Linked DNA regions of Mus musculus: region 1 is linked to region 2. The links are chromatin contacts, called in public HiChIP or PLAC-seq maps. All regions are on one chromosome and are shown on one strand. The core of a region is the stretch at or near the end of the contact, and the rest is flanking DNA. Distances in the headings are between cores, read along the strand shown. Region 1 has its middle 35 kb from the start of Gm34596. Region 2 overlaps Aff3 (AF4/FMR2 family, member 3).

Evidence for each region. HiChIP or PLAC-seq counts read pairs in DNA pulled down with a chosen protein or histone mark.
Region 1: an H3K4me3 HiChIP or PLAC-seq map of the SCID.adh cell line shows a contact between it and region 2, with 13 read pairs. The contact joins two enhancer-like sites. A contact is called at or near these places in 6 of 39 promoter capture datasets (the C10 cell line, the HPC-7 cell line, cranial neural crest and 3 more), 2 of 484 Hi-C or Micro-C datasets (DN3 thymocytes and the G1E-ER4 cell line), 6 of 115 datasets of contacts at active chromatin or transcription factors (the 230-238 cell line, CD8 T cells, the SCID.adh cell line and 2 more) and 1 of 9 other capture datasets (embryonic stem cells).

Annotation. Positions count from the first base shown.
Region 1 is chr1:38,664,265-38,667,516 of GRCm38.p6, reverse strand. No RefSeq gene overlaps it. Among named protein-coding and RNA genes, the nearest start is that of Gm34596, 35 kb to the right of the region's middle. Within about 2 kb of position 1,701, at least 106 of the 459 cell types and tissues checked have an H3K27ac peak or open chromatin away from gene starts, as enhancers often do. A contact at or near this core is called in DN3 thymocytes, the G1E-ER4 cell line, the HPC-7 cell line and 1 more, where this site is marked.
Region 2 is chr1:38,392,839-38,396,080 of GRCm38.p6, reverse strand. The region is part of intron 5 of Aff3 (AF4/FMR2 family, member 3); the gene reads left to right. Among named protein-coding and RNA genes, the nearest start is that of Gm16150, 180 kb to the right of the region's middle. Within about 2 kb of position 1,355, at least 74 of the 459 cell types and tissues checked have an H3K27ac peak or open chromatin away from gene starts, as enhancers often do. A contact at or near this core is called in DN3 thymocytes, the G1E-ER4 cell line, the HPC-7 cell line and 1 more, where this site is marked.

The DNA.
Region 1 (3,252 bases), core at 452-2,951, 270 kb before region 2:
CCTAACCTAGGAAAACCAAACTCTCTTTAAAGTAATCTGTTCTCATAGGACCAATTCAGTCCTATAAGACAACACTGATCGATCATTCAGATGCCCTGGCCCCTAACCATGCCTCACAGGTGATATCAAAGACAGGAGGTAGAGGTGTAGTTCCCCCAAAATTGTGAAGGTGCTAAATACACCTTGATGGTGTGCTTGAAAATTATTGGTTTTCTGTTACACAACTATTTCTTCAGAAAACCCAACAAAAAATGGTAGTAGTAGACACACACTCAAGTGTCCTACTCCTCAGTGACCTACCTAACCTATCCTATAGACTGAGGGCATGCATACTCCTGGGGATCGAGGCAGTGAACAGGAGACCTGAAGTGAGGGTCTAGGTATAGGAAGAGAGGAGAGGAGTCACTCAGAGTGGTTTCAGAGATGGAACTGACTTTTTGATTACAGGTTGAAGGCTTTTAGGGAAAGGGACGAATCCAGGCGAATTCTTCAGTTTTGGTTTGGGAACAGGAGAAAGGTTTACTTCTGCCCAGGGAATCCGCACGGCTGACGGCAGAACTGTAACACTATGTAACGGGACAGGGGAGTCTCTAGTTAGACCCTGGATTCCATCCAATATATACATAAAGAAGGCTGCGCTCAAATAAAGAAAACTCGGTGTGAAAAGGGAGGAAGCTGGGTTAGCAGAAGGCAGACATAGACGCAGGAAGAGGGGCGATGAGGGGCAAGGAGGGGACACAGTGGGAAGGGTTCACAGGCTGTGTGATGAGGGGTGAGGAATGGAGAGGGCAGAGTCTCATTCTGATCCATTGATCCTGAGGTTCCTGGGAGACATTCAGGAAGAACAGCAGAGACTTGTAAACAGCCAGACACTGGCTTGGCAAGGAACATGGAGAGACTCTATGGGGCCACCCATGGAGAACATAAACCAAGAGCCTGGAGAACCGGGCCTGGGAAGAGCACAAATCAAGATTGTCGCTGAGGAATGGAAGTCTGCCAGAGAGAGAGAAAAATGGCCTGACAGAAGCCAGGAGAATGTGGAGTCATGGTGGCCAAAGGGAAAGTTCCAGAAGAGAGGAAATGCTCCCTAGTATCAAACACTGTGGAGAAAGGAGAATGAGCAGACAGACAGCACAGTTACCTGTCCTCTGGAAATCTCCCTGTTAGCAGGAGAATGTCAAGACGAATGAGTGTGCAGGGGACAGCAGGATAGACAAGAAGGCCCAGCCCCGACGGATGCATGGGAGATAAGGAGCTGAAACCTTCAGGGAGTATATTCTCACATCTTTATATTTTTCCACTGGTACTGTTTCTCCTTCCCCTGTGAGCCTTTGTTCTGGAAAGTTCTAGGAAACCATTACACTCTAGAGGCTAGATTAAGTTTTAGTCCTGGTTTCTTAGATGTCCAGGCAGTTGGAGATCCGGGAGAGCTTTGACAAGAAACTAAATCTGGCTTCAGGGAGTTGGCTAAAGGGCAAAGCACTTGGCATGTGACTATAATGGACAGAGTTCAGATTCCCAGCACCCACATAAATGCCAAATGGGCATAGGGGCCTACTTATAATCCAAGCAAGAGGGAGGTGAAGATGGAAAACTTTGGAGCAACCTGGCTAGCTAGACTAACCTAAGCCCCAGCTCAACCAGAGACCTTGCTTCAGTGTGGAAAGTAGAGAGAACACTTGAGGAAGACAGCTGACATCAGCCTCTGACGTCAGCCTCTGATCTCCACATGTGTGATGGTTTGACTATGCTTGGCCTAGCAAGAGGCACTATTAGGTGGTGTGGCCTTGTTGGAGTAGGTGTGGGTGTGGCCTTGTGGGAATGGGTATGGCTTTGATGGAGTGAGTGTGGCCTTGTTGGAGGAAGTGCCACTGTGGGGGGTGGGCTTTGAGACCCTCCTCTCCTAGCTGCCAGAAAGACAGTCTGCTCTTGGCTTTCTTTGGATGAAGATATAGAACTCTCAGCAGTTCCTGCACCCTGCCTGCCTGGATGCTGCCATGCTTCCTGCCATGATGATAATGGACTGAACCTCTGAATTGTAAGCCGGCCCCAATTAAATGTTGTCCTTATAAGAGTTACCTTGGTCATGGTGTCTATTGACAGAAATGTATGTGCCTGACCTCCACGTAAATGCACAGGCACCTATATATACACATGCATGTACACACACACACACACACACACACACACACACACACACATACAGAGGAGGAAAAAAAGGATGCTAAATAGCCTACTAAGATCAGTACCTGGTAAGAGTATACGGGATTCTAGAATGTTCCAGGATGTTTTTTCAACATTCCTTTTAGGGTTAGGTGGGAGTGAAACAGACCTTTGCCCCTGGCCACCATGACTGTGTATCTCAATCTATGTTCTTGTCAGGAGATCTCTCAAGCTGTGTGTCCAGGCTCTGTTACCAGTCTGCCCTGGGGCGGGTAGGAGCAGGGGGCTGGGTGTCTGCCGTAGTCCGTCGCCTCCACACTTTCACATCCTCTATCAACACCTGCACACTTGGGTGGTGACCACACAAGCTCTTCCTGTTTGTGCAGAAAGTGCCATTCAGAACGCTTGCCAGCGAGGAGGGATCCGTACACAGAAGAGAGAAGCCGAACAATTTATTTGGAACAGGAAAAAAATAAAACCAAGAGTGTGTTGAGAGGTAAGTGGGTCTGTGTCTCGGTACTTTCGGGAGTTGTGGGTGAAGCCTAGGACTGTGCACTCGGGCGCCTCAGGGCCCGACAGTTGAGAGCATTCCTAGCCTGCTCCATAGAGAGAATCGTGACCTGGTGCATGGCTAGATAATGGGACAGGCAGATGTGGAACATAACCAGGGAAGGTCATAACGTGTGTGTGTGTGTGTGTGTGTGTGTGTGTGTGTGTGTGTGTGTGTGTGTATGCATGTGTGGCATGCAAAGAAGACACAATCTAGAGGTAAACATGTTCTCACATACATCTGTGATGCCAATTGGGCCCAGTGGTCTTAGGCAATATGTCTGAACCTCATGTAGGTCACCAGCTATACCTCAATGAAAGAACCCAAGTCAAGGTCCCAGGGAGGATCTGAGGGTGGCCTTGCCGGTGACTTCAGGACCTACACAAAGGAGACTGTGGGAAGCCTAAGGCCACTCTCCCTCATGCAAACGTAACTTAATGCAACAGTTAACAACACTATCCGTGTAGCTCGTGTATTCACACAAGGAACATTATGTATACACACACACACACACAAATGCACACACACACTCTAGTATT
Region 2 (3,242 bases), core at 106-2,605:
AAGTTTAGCTTTTCCATCTCAAGGAATAATTTATATGTGGGGTCATTTCTTTAAATATGCATTTAAAATTCATTTTAACAGTATGTACTTGTAAGAGGACAAAACAGATGGGCTTTTTAAAGTTTAAAGTTAGCAAGAATTGCTGTTGAACACTTGTTTTTAAATGATCAGCTCCTGAGTCCTACCTCAGCCATGTCTCAGAAAACCAAATTAGAGATTAAGGGCCTGGTGAGGCCAAGGCTGACCTCCATGGTCTTCAAATACAGAGCCTCAGAAGAGTGTTGATGCTCACCAGAGGAAAGGGGAAGATGGAGAAAAGAATCCCCAGGCATCGTGTGTTCTGAGAATGATGTAACCCAGAAAAGAAGCCACAACAGGTCCCCTTCCATTAGGGAGAGAGCCCCCCTCCGCTCTGCCAACAGGCTTCATCATCTTGACTTTTTAACTTTTCATTTCCTTGCCTGCTCATTGAAGTCATCACTACATCCTGCCTGACCTGAGCCCCGAACTCGGGAGGGAAAAAGGCGAGATGTAAACGTAGCTGGTTATTGTTGTATGAAAGGAGGAGCCGGCCCATTGTGTGTGAATAAAGAAGAGGTTCCAGGAGTGTGAGAGACAAGTGCTGATGCTGGGGGGTGGGGGTGGAGGTCACGGTAGCCGGAATCATCTAGAAAGATTGTCAGCAGCCCTTGGATGGTAAGATGATTAATCACTTTAGCACAAAAGAACACAAAGGGAGACTTGTTCGGAGTAGGCCGGGGATGGAGCGTCAGCTCCAGGTGCCATGGGGCTCCTCTGTTTAATAAGGTTTTTTTTTTTCAAGTATGTGCCACATCAAAAGCAAAAGCACATGCCTCTACAGGAAACTCAACTAAAGGGCCAGAGAACAAAGTAGTAAGTCAGAAGGAATATTTAAGAAACAAGATTAGCAATCATTTGGGTTTGAAAATCCCTCCACCCAAAGCCTACTGTGTTAGTGTCAGGAAAACTCACAGACCTTCAGAGGACATGTCCTGAACCCTTTACCCATAAACATGAAAGGAAATATCCGAGGCTAAACAAGTTCCATGATTGGAAGTATGCTTCAATTATTCCACTATTCCCTGCAGCCTGGCTTAACATGTGCTGCTGGGGTGTCCTTCACATGAGTTACCCGTGTTCCCTCATTGTAGTGCCCTCCCTGTCTTCCAGGTAGAAAGAGAGAGGTAGAGGCCATAGCACACAGAGCAGAGTTTAAACTGAGGTCTCCCACTGTGCAGCCTGGGGCTCTTTTATACCCTGCAGAGTACAGCCAGTCCTCTGTTCCCACAGGCTCCCCAGGCCTGTGGAGCATAGGAACGAGTCCTGAAAGCAGCTCCACAGTCTGAATGGTGTGCCAAGGCTGTCGCTGAGTGTGTGTGATGTGTGGGTGTGGCCCCTGCAGCCTCCACCTCCTCACAGATCCCAGGCTCTCTCCAGCGATTCAAGTGTGGTGTCCGCTGCCTCGTGCCTCAGTGCTGAGCCATGATGTGAGACCTAGTATGTCCACATCTGTGCTTACATGCTTAGACTTGCTCCATGTCACTAGTCATTGTTCAACACATTGTGTTGGGTATTCTAGTCATCTAGAGATGACATAAACCATATGGGAAGGCATTTGTAGGTTTTGTACAAAAACCGTACCGTGTTACACAAAGGATTTGAGCATTTACAGATCTGCATGCCTTCAGGGGACCAATCCCCAGTGGCTACCCAGGAACAACTGTGTTAAAAAAACAAAACAAAACAAAAACCAATCGCATGTTTTTAAACATCCGACTGACTGTTGCGCAAGTACCTCAAGACCCTTGGATCTAGTCTACCTCACTCCCTTCAGCCTGAAGAAGACACATCATGGCTGCTTTGACTGTTTCTGTTTGTGGAGGGTAGGAGGGGGCTGCTAACTGTTCCTGAAGTATAGGACCGAGGCTTTGGATGTCTAAGCCACCCCATGAAGGAACTGTGCAAGCAGAGAGACACTTTGATAGTCCCTGTGTGTCAGCCTGGAGCATACATAATCAGTTATTTAACAACACACCTCAAAATGCCAGACTTTTTTTTTTCTTTTTTCTTTTTTTTTTTTTTTTTGCAATGGCCTGGGTGGTTACTACTCTCTGGGAGCCCTGTGGTACACGGTAGTCCCCTTGTCACCTCAGGAAGAGCAGCACTGGATCTCAGGGGGAGGAGAAGGCAAAGACCCAGAGTAAGGACCCAGCAGGTGGGACTGCAGTGCAGAAGCCACCGCCCTCCTGGCTGCCAGGGGAAGAGTTTCCAGCTGAGTCTGCCTTAAGCAGTAGCTTACTGAGCATGTGACTTAGAGCCAGTGCAGACTGCAGTGTGGGGCACACTCATTTTCCCAGGGAAAGCCGCTGTTCTCATCCACTGTTGCATATGCCTGGAACGGCTCCTGCTAGATACATTTTCGAACTCACGTGTCCCAGTGAATCAGCATGTCTAACAGCGTGTCTTCATTCATTACATGTGCTTCTGGAGGAGAGCTCTGTAAACCTGTGACTAGAACAAACATTTTATTTTGGAACTGACAGCCGTTAGCTGCCTTCGTTCTTACTGTTGAAATGACGTTTCAGATTTGTTAGAAATGACGCTGACTTGAAATCTCAGTATAGAACATATAGTTCTAGGATATTTGCTAATTTTTTTTTTTTGCTAAAGTATTACTGATTATAGGAAAGACTTAACATTAGTATGAACTTCCCTGAGGAATTTAAATACTTGCTTAGTTTCTTTACAACTTGGCCCTAATTTGTAAGACAAAAGTGTTAAAAAAAAATCTTTTGAAATTGCTTGTCAAACAATAAAACACAAAGAATAGTCTTTCTTGGAGCAGTAGAATGTTCTGAGTCACTTCTTAAAGTGGTTTTGCCACAGTTCAGGTCCATACAGTGAGCGACCACAACAGAAACCAGTGCAGACTGCACCCCCTGGTGGGCCATTTGTTTGATAAGCAGTTGGTTGATAGCTTTTTGTCTCTGAAGGAAGAAGTGGAAGTTTACATGTAGAAAATTCATGTCTTTGTAGGAACTAAACAGTGTCCAAAATTACCAAGCTTGGCTTGGTCTTTGGTGGAAGGTCTCATCTGTGTGAATCGTTCATGATGTTAACCTGTGTTTACTTGAAACACGAAGAACAGTGCATGAAATACCCAGCATTGGAAGCAGGGTCTCTTGATGAGTTTTATTTTCTAGCACAACAGTGGTCAGTGT